2 separate regions of the Mus musculus genome follow, and region 2 is linked to region 1. A link is a contact called in public promoter capture Hi-C data. All regions are on one chromosome and are shown on one strand. Each heading gives the region's core, a stretch centred on a gene start, on an enhancer-like site or on the middle of the called end of the contact. The rest is flanking DNA. Distances are from core to core; before and after follow the strand shown.

The links. Promoter capture Hi-C pulls out the DNA fragments that hold promoters and counts their contacts.
Region 2: a contact with region 1 is called in a promoter capture Hi-C map of the HPC-7 cell line, with 3 times the contacts expected there. The contact joins the enhancer-like site here to the promoter of Nom1 in region 1. A contact is called at or near these places in 10 of 39 promoter capture datasets (the 3T3-L1 cell line, 3T3-L1-derived adipocytes, the C10 cell line and 7 more), 3 of 484 Hi-C or Micro-C datasets (bone marrow-derived macrophages, cerebellum and erythroid progenitors), 6 of 115 datasets of contacts at active chromatin or transcription factors (the 230-238 cell line, bone marrow-derived macrophages, cardiomyocytes and 3 more) and 3 of 9 other capture datasets (adipose tissue, liver and pancreatic islet).

The regions. Positions count from the first base shown.
Region 1 is chr5:29,432,389-29,438,425 of GRCm38.p6, reverse strand. It overlaps Nom1 (nucleolar protein with MIF4G domain 1), which reads right to left and starts at 3,759. Exons shown (of 11, transcript NM_001033457.2): 1 at 2,783-3,759; 2 at 2,369-2,496; 3 at 634-829. The coding sequence starts at 3,748.
Region 2 is chr5:29,633,611-29,639,647 of GRCm38.p6, reverse strand. Ube3c (ubiquitin protein ligase E3C) reads right to left here. Exons shown (of 23, transcript NM_133907.3): 16 at 3,920-4,017; 17 at 1,878-2,010. Among named protein-coding and RNA genes, the nearest start is that of Gm42245, 63 kb to the left of the region's middle. Within about 2 kb of position 3,162, at least 14 of the 459 cell types and tissues checked have an H3K27ac peak or open chromatin away from gene starts, as enhancers often do. A contact at or near this core is called in erythroid progenitors, where this site is marked.

The DNA.
Region 1 (6,037 bases), core at 2,510-5,009:
AATGGAAACCAGCATCCTGAAAGCATAGCATATCTGGCACAAGCTTCAGTGAATGCCATTAGCTAAAGTACTATAATGACTTCCCCTTGAACAAGTCATCTCATTGTTCTTCATGCTATTAGCAAAGGTTTAAATGGGAAGCAGGACCAATAATTTCAGGTTTTCAAATCAAGTAAATTCCTGATGTGCTGTGGTGGTTAAATCTACGACTTTTAAAATAATTCACTGAAATGCTGTTCGCACTAAAACCACTTTGATTAAGTCTGCTGAACTGTCCCAGTGTGGTATAGGATGGGGGAAGCACCATAGCAGCCACAGAACAGTGTCAATTACTGTGATTATGGGGCACAAGGAAAGCTGTCCAGGGCATCCATTATGCTTTGTAATGGCAAGAAAATGGACTCAGACATTCACATGTAAAAATAAGTATAGCCCTTGGTGGAGAGATGATCATAGAAGCACAATTCCTAAGGTAGCCAGGGTAGTCTTGCACAGCAGGGCTTTTGAGGTAGTTGGGCCACTGTCCTCTGTCCTTAGCTTCTCAAGTCTTTTACTTCTCAAACTCACTGACTCCAGACTGGAATATTATTCCAGATGACATAGTCAGGATATGGAGAAAAGGTGTAGTTGTACCTCTATTCCGACCGTGTGGTGGAGGATGCTGACTAAGAAGACATGCTCCATCATCAGTCTGCTGGGCATGGCTGAGGCAGTGACACAGGCATCCATGAGGGCAGTGGTCAGGGTATCGTTCATGTCCTTCCTGCTGTGGGCCATGTACAGCTCCTCTAGCTGCCCACTTATAGAAGCCATGTTTGGCTCACTCAACCTGCAGTGGAATATGAGCAAAGTGTTACCAATGCATATACTATTTTATGTGTATTTCTGGTTCAGAAACCACTCCGAAACCTGGTGCATACTGCTCAGATAACACTCTAAATCCTGAAATAATGTCAGTTATCTTTTATACAATAATTGAAAAAATGATTTTAGCAGAGCACAGTCACTAAAGCATATCCTGGGATCCTCCCTTAGTCTGTACATATGCCCACAGGTAGTCTGATCTAACATCCCCTAGAGTCAGTAATCACTCCTAGGTGGTAAGTTAAGAAAAAACCATGGACTTGTTTCATCTCTTAGATGACACAAACACACTCAGTTTCTAAATTCATTGTGTACCAGTGCTTAAACCTGAACCTGCTGTCAAAACAACAGGTAATGGTAAAGTTACAGGATATTATGGGCTTTAATGAAAAAGAAATAAAAGCACACAGGAGAGAAAAGGAGATGTGACAGAACAGCCATGCATCTTTTTTGTTTGTTTGTTTGTTTTTTCAAGACAGGGTTTCTCTGTATAGCCCTGGCTGTCCTGGAACTCACTCTGTAGACCAGGCTGGCCTTGAACTCAGAAATCCGTCTGCCTCCGCCTCCCAAGTGCTGGGATTAAAGGTGTGCGCCACCACGCCCAGCTCATGCATCTTGATATCAGTAGCAGTCACCTAAATCTTCAAACAACAAAACTGCACAGAATCGGTCTCAGTCTCTCTCTTCCTTCTGAGTCCTGGGATTACAGGCACGTACCACCACCTCTAGTTTATGTGGTCTGGCAAGCAAGGGAGGGCTTCAGGCTTTGTTCATGTTAGATGAATACTCTACCAACTTAGCCACACCACTAGCTGTCTCTGTTTTTAACTGTAATCTAGCCTGGAAGTGATCCCTCTAAGGACCTCCCTACTCTGTCTTTGTAATTCCCAGTGATCTACAATAACAAGTTAAGCCACAAAAGAACAATACATAGTTGAAATGTGACAAAATTGGGTTAGGTGCTAGAGGCCAGGACAGTGGTCATCTTTGGGGCTTGGAAGAGGCCCTGAATGAGGCTGAGTGAGGGACACAAAACAAGTGGAGAAGGTTTTAGACAAGTGATTCCAATTTATTTGTTAAGATTAGAGAGCCAACAAGGGAAGGTAAGTGACAAATTCCCACCCATGTGGCTTCCAATGAACCTTCTGATGCTTTATTCTTAAAATGGACAATTAAAAACAGACGGTGCCTCAAGGGCTGAAGACCCTGCTTACCACTAGATGAGTTCACTTCTGCAGGCTAGACCTGCAGACTTCGGCCAGGCCGCTCCTAGGACAGAGTCATGTCCTGTTCCTTTCTGCTTCTCAGAATGACCCTGTGGGTTGTTTTCAAACACGGAAAGGGCAATATCAAACAGTTGAGCATCCTACCTGTTCAAATTTAAGTCCCGTTATGTCAACCAAGAACAAGGATCCAAAACACTGTATAGTCCTAGCCTCCATCATTGGCTTTTCAGATAGTTTCTACAACTAAGTGATAGTGTGTCATATTTCTGTAAGGTTACCTGTTAATTAGGCCTTTAACATGTTTCTTGAGCCTGTCTAGCTCTTCTTTCTTGTGGACATCTATTACCTCCTCGTTCCTCAGCCGAGGAGGGATGTACTTTTCACCACTTTCAACAGAGTGACTCTCCTTGAAAACAGGAATAAAATTGTAAACAAAAATGTACAGTGGAAAATCCGGTATCTTTTGTTGTTGTTGTTGTTACTTACTCCAAACACTAACCCCATGAGAACTTGGAGCAGGGTACTGCTATTTAACGAAGTGAAGCTCTATGATTGCCTAGAATGGCCTGGGTCAGCCTGTCCCTCAGCAGGCTGTGGCTGCTACTGTGTTAGTGCAAATACTGTTCTGTACTCTGCCCCTCACTCCGTTTGGAATGACAGCCCAGAGGGCCTACAGGCTGTTCGTGACATACCTGCTGTTCTATGTCATCTTCCGAAGAGCTTCTGCTCTTTTCTACAACTTCTGCAAAACGCACTTTCTTAGTCCCTTTATTTCCCCGAGTCCCACTTTCTGCTTCTCCTCTCCTTTTCGAGTTTACATCTTCCTGATCCTCCTGCAGCACTTGCCAGTCTGGGTCCTCCTCACTTTCTTTAGAATTGCTCTCTAGGTCACTCTCCAAGACTGTCTGTCCAGTCTCCAACTTTTCTTCCTCCTCTTCCTCGCTGCTTTCGTACAGGCCGCCGCCGCTCCCACATTCCAGGGCCCCCAGGATGTAGTCCAGACCGTCGCGCGCGAAGCTGAGCGGCACCGAGCTACCATCGCCCTTCTTCTTACGCTTGTGGAGGCCGAGGCACCGTTCCAGCTTTCGGATCTCTCGGTCCTCCTCCTCGTTGGCCGCTAGAAGTGCCCGCTTCCGGGCGGTGGCGGTGGCGGGACCAGGCTTTCCAGGAGCACCTTTAGCCTTGGCCTTCGGCTGGGCCGCCGAGGCCTTGGTGTTAGTGGAGGGGGCACTGGCCTTGGCAGGGGTTGCTGTGGCCTTGGCGGGCGTCGGTCTCACCTCAGTGGGCGGTCGTCGAGTCTCCGGGCCATCGTTAAGGCCGACATTCCCCCCTTGGTCCCCTGACCCGGAGCCTACTGTCCTCTGCAGGCGCCGCGCTTTCCTCAGGTGTCGCTTCTCCTTACGAAGCTCCTTGCGGCTCTTTCGGCCGCCGGGCCGGGAGCGCGCCACAGCGCTGCGGCTCTCGCAGGCTTCGCTCTCGGAGGTAGTCCGCACGAAGTCTTCCACGGCCAGCCGCAGCCGTTTCAGGGGACCCTCCCTGCCGCCCAGACCGCGGCGGACGCCGCTACGTTTCAAGAGAGCATGTGCCATTGCTCTACACCACAACTCACAAGCCCCATGCCTATAGACGCCGTTAACTTCCGGGACGTTCCGCGGCATCACTTCCGGAAGGGGCGGGACTTCCGGAAGCGCGCTTCAATGGACTAAAAAGGACGGTGGGAGGTTTCCTCTGCTGGTAGGAGGGTACCAGGTCACAGACACTAGTAGAGTCCTTTAAAATCTGAAGCTCTTGTACTTTGTTTTGGGAAGCACTGAGAAAACCTAGGTATGGCTGTAGCATAAATTTTCACACATCCTTGCATTTTCTTGCGTGCGTGTGTACCCATGAGAAGGCAGTCAATTCTGTTTCTCTGTGTGTTTTTGGTTTTTTTTTTTTTTCTTTTTCTTTTCCTTTTCCTTTTCCTTTTCCTTTTCCTTTTCCTTTTCCTTTGAGATAGTTTCACAGTGGGTACCAAGATGGATGTCTGGCATAAAAATGGAGTTTCTTTAGCCATCACATAGAAATGGTGGCTGAACAGAGCCCGAGAGATTCAGCAAACATTGTTCCTCCACTTTCTGCTTTAGTTCTTACCTCCAGGTTCCTGCTTTGAGTTCTTGTCCTGATTTCCCTCAAAGGTGGACTTGATGTGAAAGTCTAAACTAAATAAACCTTTCTTCCTTAGTTGCTTTTTGGCCTTAGTGCTTATCACAATTACAAATGTTGTGCCCTGAGTCCACGGGAAATCCAGATGAGCTCAAGAATTGCAAAGTCCACTGCAACTCGAAAGAGTCTTTTATTGTTTAAAGTTTGAACTCAGCTCTCCTGCCTCACACTCACTACGTGAATGCTGGCAAACGACCCTGAGTCCAGAAAACACTGGGTTTATATACAGTTTAGTTTAGGAATCCCTACAGAAAAGGGGATTAGAGGGCTGTAATCATTTGGTGGATTGGTAGTGTATCGGGAAGGGGGAGTGTTAATGGGTGTCTGTTCAGGGACTAATTTTATGGCCAGTTGTAACTGTCTGTGACCTGACCTCTGTTTACCTTTTTTCCATGGTCTCCCTTGAGCTTGTTATTTCTCTAAGGTCTCAAAGACAGGCATCTGGAGTTCTGCTGCTTATCAGCAGGAGTGTTGATTTTTGGAGACACAAAGGAGGATGTCTCCTCAGAATGTCTTCATTAAGGGGAGTTTTATGGGTAGTACCATTCTAACGCCAGGGGAAGGGGAAGGAGCCCCGACTGCTGCAGGAGGACACAGCACAGAAACCAGTTGTCTGCATATTGTGCTTGCCCCAGGATAGAGGGAGGATGGGAGCTTCTGGGGGAGGGCAGGGAATGCAGAGGCAAACTGTCTGTACACAACACTGACATCTCTCTAGTATCACTAATTCGGGGGTTACAACACAGAAAGCAAGCTATTGTGATTACTTTCATTGTCAGTCTGACTGGATTTACAATAACCTGAGACACCGAGGCTCCTTTTTAGTTTGTCCATGGGGCATATCTAGCTGGTTAACAGATAGAAAAATACCCATCCCCGATGTGCTTTCATTAATTATCTCATGGGCAGGGTCCAGATGAAATGAAAGGGAAAAGGAGAAAGCCAGGGGGCACTGGAATTGCCCTTGTCTCTGCTGCCTGGGCAGTTGCAGTTGCCACATGAACATTCCATAACACATATTCCTGTTGACATCATCTGAACCACTCTTCCAGGTCTTTCTTTTCATGATGGACAGAGACCATCTGAATGATCCAAAAATAAGTGTCATCTTCATCATTATTATTCTTATGACTCTTCCTTTTCTCCTTTCCCTCTTCCCCCTTCTCATCTTTTTATTTATTTATTTAATGTACATGAGTACACTGTAGCTGTCTTCAGACACACCAGAAGAGGGCATCAGATCCATTACAGATGGTTGTGAGTCACCATGTGGTTGCTGGGATTTGAACTCAGGACCTTCAGAAGAGCAGTCAGTGCTCTTAACCTCTGAGCCATCTCTCCAGCACCAAGTGTGTTCTTCTATAACTTGCTTCTCTCAGGCATTCTGCCACAGAGACACAAAAGCAATGAATAAAAATACAGCCTGTTGAGAGACAGATAGAGGGTCTGTCTGAAGAAGGGATGTCCTGGCTAGTTTTGTGTCAACTTGACACAAGATAGAGTCAATTGAAAGGAGGGAACCTCAATTGAGAAAATGACTCCAATAAGATCCAGCTGTAGGGCATATTCTTTATTAGTGTTTGATGGGGGAGGGTCCAGTCTATTGTGGGTGCTATCATCTCTGGGCTGGTTCTATAGGAAAGTAGGCTAAGCAAGCCATGACAAACAAGCCAGTACGCAGCTCCCTTCAATGGCCTCTGCATCAGTTTCTGCCTCAAGCTCTGCTTGAGTTCCTGTCCTGACTT
Region 2 (6,037 bases), core at 1,913-4,412, 200 kb before region 1:
GATGATACTGGACTGAACCTATGAACCTGTAAGCCAGCCCTAATTAAATTTTATCTTTTATAAGACTTGCCTTGGTCATGGTGTCTGTTCACAGCAGTAAGACACTACTCATCAACTTTCCCAAACATTCTGGCTCCAGTTTCATCTCTTCAGAGAGTCCACCAGCCTTCCTGCCATGACAATCATTCACACATCTCATGTTGTCCTGTCTAACTATACTTTTTCCCTGGGCTTAGCTACAACTAAAACATCTGCTGAGCATGCTTAGCAAAGGGTATATTTAAATAAAGTAAATGGGAGAGATACGCATGAGTTAGATAATAAAGTAAGAATGAGGGCGGCTATGAGATTCCAAAGAAGAGATGCTTAGATTTTGAAGAGAATGCTTCCCTAGACTCCCCAGGTACCTATGTTCACCTCTCTGATTCATAATATATGGAAACAAATCCTGGTCTCAGACCTGAACTGACAATAGTTCAACACACAGGGTTTAAGAGAGCACTGCACTGCTCAAATGACAAATCTAGTTATGCAAAACCACACCTGCCGAGGACAGTAGGGAGCCGCTGGCACCAGGTTTCTTCTACTATCATCTAATTGACATCATTTGCTCTTTAGCTGGGTAGTGAAAATTATTACAAACTGAAGGCTTAGTTCTCATTAGAGAAAATTAAATGGCTCCCTTCAAAGAGAAGCAACTATGATTTCCCATTTAATTCTTTACCATGGACATAAGGTGACAAAGTTTTTATTCTGAGTACTGATCAAACATTAGTTATATGTAGGATATACATGGGTATGATATACTTGAATTTAAACTGTTACTATTACAGCATTTAACTATGAGTGTCAAGTATTAAAAGATGATAAAACACGTCACTGACTTTCATATCATTGAAGTCCAATTTTTTTTTACAGTACTGTTACCGAGCATTTTTAAAAAAATACATATTACAACAGCACGTTTTAATGTAATGTGATCAACAATTATACATGTATATGAAAAACAGTGAATGCAAAGCCATTATCACAGCACTCAGGAAGCTGAAACAGGAGTATTATGAATCCCAAGACAGGCCTGACTACATAGGGAGACCCTGTCTCAAGAACACTACCAACACAAGAATGAAATAGGTACCACCTGCAGTTTTGGAATTATAGATAGCAAAATGAAGAAGACATAATATTATAATGAAGGTAAAGGTTACATTTATTTAAAAGAAAAATTTGGTAATCTAAAATGTTTGTTGTGATACTTACCAGTTTTAGGAATACCACTTAATAGTTCACATTTACTAAATTTTATCTGCTATATTTAGGTTAAAAAAAAAAATCATACAGAGGGCAGGGAGTTCAGCTAAGTGGTAAAATACTTACCTGGGTTCCCTCCTTAGTACAAAAGAGGAAAGGTAGACAGACAGGCTGATTTTAAAATCAACTTTTTCCATTTAAAGTCTTAAAAGAACAAATTATAAACAGGAAAAAAATTTCCTTCCACGGTGAAACTAGGTCTTCACCATGCCAGTCTGCTAGTCAACCATTTCACTACCAACTTTATATCTACACACACACACACACACACACACACACACACACACACACCCTGGTTCCTGGTACTACTAGGGTTAAAGGCATGCATGTACCATCCCACCCAGTAGCAGCTCAACGGAATTTCTTTTTTTATACCCTTGGCTGACCTGGTACTTGATATGTAGACAAGGGCACCTCAAAGTCAGAGAAATCCACCTGCCTCTGCCTTGAGAGTACTGGGATTAAAGGTGTGCACCAGTATGGCCAGCAATAATTGTTATTTTTCTACAGTAATTCTCAAGTTCCTGCTAACATATGCAGGCAACAGAGGAAAAAAAAATATTTACCATTTTCTGGAGAAAGTTTGTCATAAGCATCTTCATAAATATAATTTCTCCTTATAGTAACATTGATTCCATCCAGAAATGGACCATCGCCTTGAACTTCTTGCTTATCAGCATAAATCAACCTTTGAAAGATCTGAGAGAAAGAAAGAAAGAAAGAAAGAAAGAAAGAAAGAAAGAAAGAAAGTCAGTCAGTCAGGTTATTAGAGACAAAAAGACTTTCTGGTCTAAGTATAAACAATCTAAACAAAACTGCTAAATACGTTTTAACTTTATATTTCTATAAATTCTGGTGTCAGTTTTTATATACAAGGTAGCAGATATTAACTTTTTCAAGAGAAGAGTATTTAAAAGTATTTCTAAAGTTGTTTCCCCTGTTTACAGTAAGCTTTGAAAGACCCATGTCATAGTACGTGTTCATTTATTAAGTATTTCTTAAAACCTAGGTAAGTTGAGGTTATTGAGATGTACGGCCCTTTCTGCCCGAGCTCAGTCTGGGACCTACATGAGAGGAGAGAATGGACTTCTCAAAGTTGTTCTCTGGCTTCTGCACAAACTCTAGAATACTCATGTACACACACAAACACACTGCCCAAAATACTATTTAGGAGGGAAGTGAAGCTTCCTCCAAGAATAAAATTCACATGTCTATAATGTTGAAATACCAGTAGATGGAGCTCAGGAGGTGGGCACTATGGTGTTTTGGCATTGGCTTATTTGGTTTGTTTTTACTCCAAGACAGAGTTTCTCTGTGTAACATCACTGGCTGTGCTGGGCCTGCCAGCACTAGTAGAACAGTCTCTGAGGGGGAGAACAAAGATAGGAAAGATAGGAAAACATAGAAAGGCAGGAAAAAGATGTAAAGCCAGGAGTTAGATTTGGGAGGACTGCTGGTCAATACCACAGTAGCAGCAGCCAGCTGCCTCAAGTTTACTTTTCTTAGCCTTTGTATACTTCACGGTACCATGGGAAGCAAAGCCACAAGCTAACAGAAACAATTGCTGAAATATACATAGGACATCTGTCCCCATCCACAGACCTCCCTGTTCCTTCCACCAAGGTTAACAGAAGCTTCAGCCCCTTGCCTTGATGCCTCAGCAGGCCAGCACATTTTTCAACAGGCCCTGGCAGGCAGACTTTTTTTTTCTCTTTCTGCTTCAGAGAAGCAGGCAAACTTTTACTCTGCTTTTAGAAACAGGCAAACAGCTCCCAACATTAGGCTAGCCTCTGAACTCACAGAACTCCACCTGCTTCTGTCTCTCCAAGTGGGAGATAAAGGCAATGTGTCACCACATCCTGCAGGGGGTTGATATTTTTATGAACATCTAGAACAGCAGTTCTCAAACTGTGGGTGGTGATCTCTTTGGCAAACCTCTACAAAAATACTTACATTACAATTCTTAATAGCAACAACATAGTAACAAAATTACAAATAACTGTTTTTTTTGGGGGGGGGGTGTCTCCACAATATGAGGAACTATATTAAAGGGTCCCAGCATTAGGAAGGTTGAGAACCACTGACCTAGAGCCTCTAGGTCAGTCAGACCATTTTTTGGTTTGTTTGTTTGTTTTGTTTGCCCTGAACAAAGAATGAAGGTCTGAAAAATATTTTGGTCAGTACCTAAGAGAAGAACCTAGCAATTTCTAGAAAATTTCTAGTATAAACAGAATAGTCCAAATTAAACTGCAAACAAATATATGCAAACTTTTAAACATTTTTTCAAGATCATCTGGCAAGGAACTAAGATATCTACTCATTTTTCAAAGCAGTGATGGTCATACCAATTTTTTAATGAATGTATACAAAATAATCTTTAAAAAAACTGGCATTTTTAGTAACAATGCAAACTTTGACAGTTTAAACAACATTGATTAGGTCCCACTATTAGAAATCTCTAGTCTAACAGGCTGCTTAGCTACAAGGGAAAGCATGAATACAGAGAAGTATCTGACTGGATTTTAAGGATGAAATGCAAGATTTTAAAAAGTGGTGTGTTAACTTTTTAACTGTGTTAAGCTAGCATGACAGGGTCTGAATGGCATACCTTCACTCGCTCCTCAAATGGAACCACAAAAGGCAGTTCTGTCAGGATGGCAAGCTGTCGTTCCTCAGACACAGACAGGGGTAAGGACTCCAGACCCACTGCGACACATGTTAAAACTTATTAGTCCACCTGTATTTTCCTTCCCATTCATTGCCAGCTACTAAAATCAGGATTTATAAAGTCATTTTAAGGATTTGAAATAACTTAGTGATTCTATTTCTATTTCCATGAACACATCCTCTGGGCCCAATCTTAAATCTGACATCATTCTAGCCAGGTGAGCGATACAAATGCAGGGTGGGTAAGGTCGACAGTCTTCAGGTGTAAGCTCACTCTGCTTTTTCCTCAGGGGTAGGTATGGGAGCAAGTCAAAAGTTGCCTAAGAAAAGGCTGTATAACTATTGGGCCTATACTGGTACTTTACTAATAAACTTAGGACCTATTCTTTCCCAACAGTGAGAAAAAAGCCTGGCACAATGAATCACAATTAACCCTTTAAACACATTTGAATGAAAAGAGAAAATCTGGTTAATTCTTAACAGTTTAAGATTCCTTTATAGCTGGGCAGTGTTGACACACACCTTTAATCACAGCACTTGGGAGGTGGAGGCAGGTGAATCTCTGTGAGTTGGAGGTCAGCCTTGACTACAGAGTGAGTTCCAGAATGGTCTGAACTGCGTAGAGAGACCCTGTCTCCAAAAAAAGGGCAAGCCAGAGTGGCAAATTTTATAACAGATACAGAAACCATACCCATAGCATGTTAAAAATTCTCCAGATGCAACAATTAAAACAAAACAAGCAAGACAATACCATTAGTCAGTGGAGCTAGGGATGAACCACAGGGCATGGGCAAGGTTAAGCAAGTGCTTTATCACCGTGCTACAGTCTGCCATGGACCTTTTTATTTATTTATTTTTATTTATTTATTTTTTGGTTTTTCGAGACAGGGTTTCTCTGTGTAGCCCTGGCTGTCCTGGAACTCACTCTGTAGACCAGGCTGGCCTCGAACTCAGAAATCCGCCTGCCTCTGCCTCCCAAGTGCTGGGATTAAAGGCATGAGCCACCACACCGGGCATGTACCTTTTTAAGTGGTTAATTTTCCCTCATCCCCCCAGACAGGGTTTCTCTGTGTAGCCCTGAATGGTTAAAATTTTAATAAAGTTTTGACTAGTTCACACATGTATTCATGACCCATTATCCCCCTATCCTCCTCTCACTCTAGCTCATTACTCTCCTCACAGCTGGTCTTCCTTTTAACTTTCATGTTGCAATTTTCTCCTGTGATCTACTGAGTTTTGTGTTTCTCTCTCTCTCTTTCTGATTTATTTATTTTATTTGTGAGTGCACTGTAGCTGTCTTCAGATACACCAGAAGAGGGCATCAGATCCCATTACAGATGGTTGTGAGGCACCATGTGGTTGCTGGGATTTGAACTCAGACCTTTGAAAGAACAGTCAGTGCTCTTAACCACTGAGCCATCTCTCTAGCCCTTCAACCAGAGTTTCTTATAGGAACATGGGAAAAAAGTTATTTACTGGAGCATGGGCAGCCAATCAGGGGCCATGTTACTGAAGAAAATGACCTCCTACTTCCTCACCAAGTGTTAACTGCTAAGGAGTTTTGAAGTCTATGAACTTCCTCCCTCACCCATGCCAGTATGCTGAAGGCCTAGGCAACCATAGCTACTACTCATTACTGCAATAACTATGTCATTTCCAGAAGATAATCTTTTGAAAATGACAATCCCATAAGGGCATCGTGGAGCACACCTTCTGTAGTACCAGGAAATGGTTGTGATCACATAGGACCAATCAGAAGCCGATTCAATACAATCACATAAGGGTCTTTATTTATAAGCTTAAGCTTGGGCTTAACTCACTGTTAACCCACATGATGGTTCCAGTGGAGAAAAGCCCTGAATGCTCATCAGGACAAGATTTTATACAAAATGACAAGTGAAAGTTGAGTGTTTCTAGCCTGAAAAGTATCTAATTGGGGGAAGGGGGAGCCGAGGGGCTACTGTGGACTTTAGCATAAATGGCTGGTGTTGGGAGCCAAACTTAACTTCTACTTTCCTCCAGATTGGTGGTTGTTAGGCAGTGGCGGGCTTGTAACCTG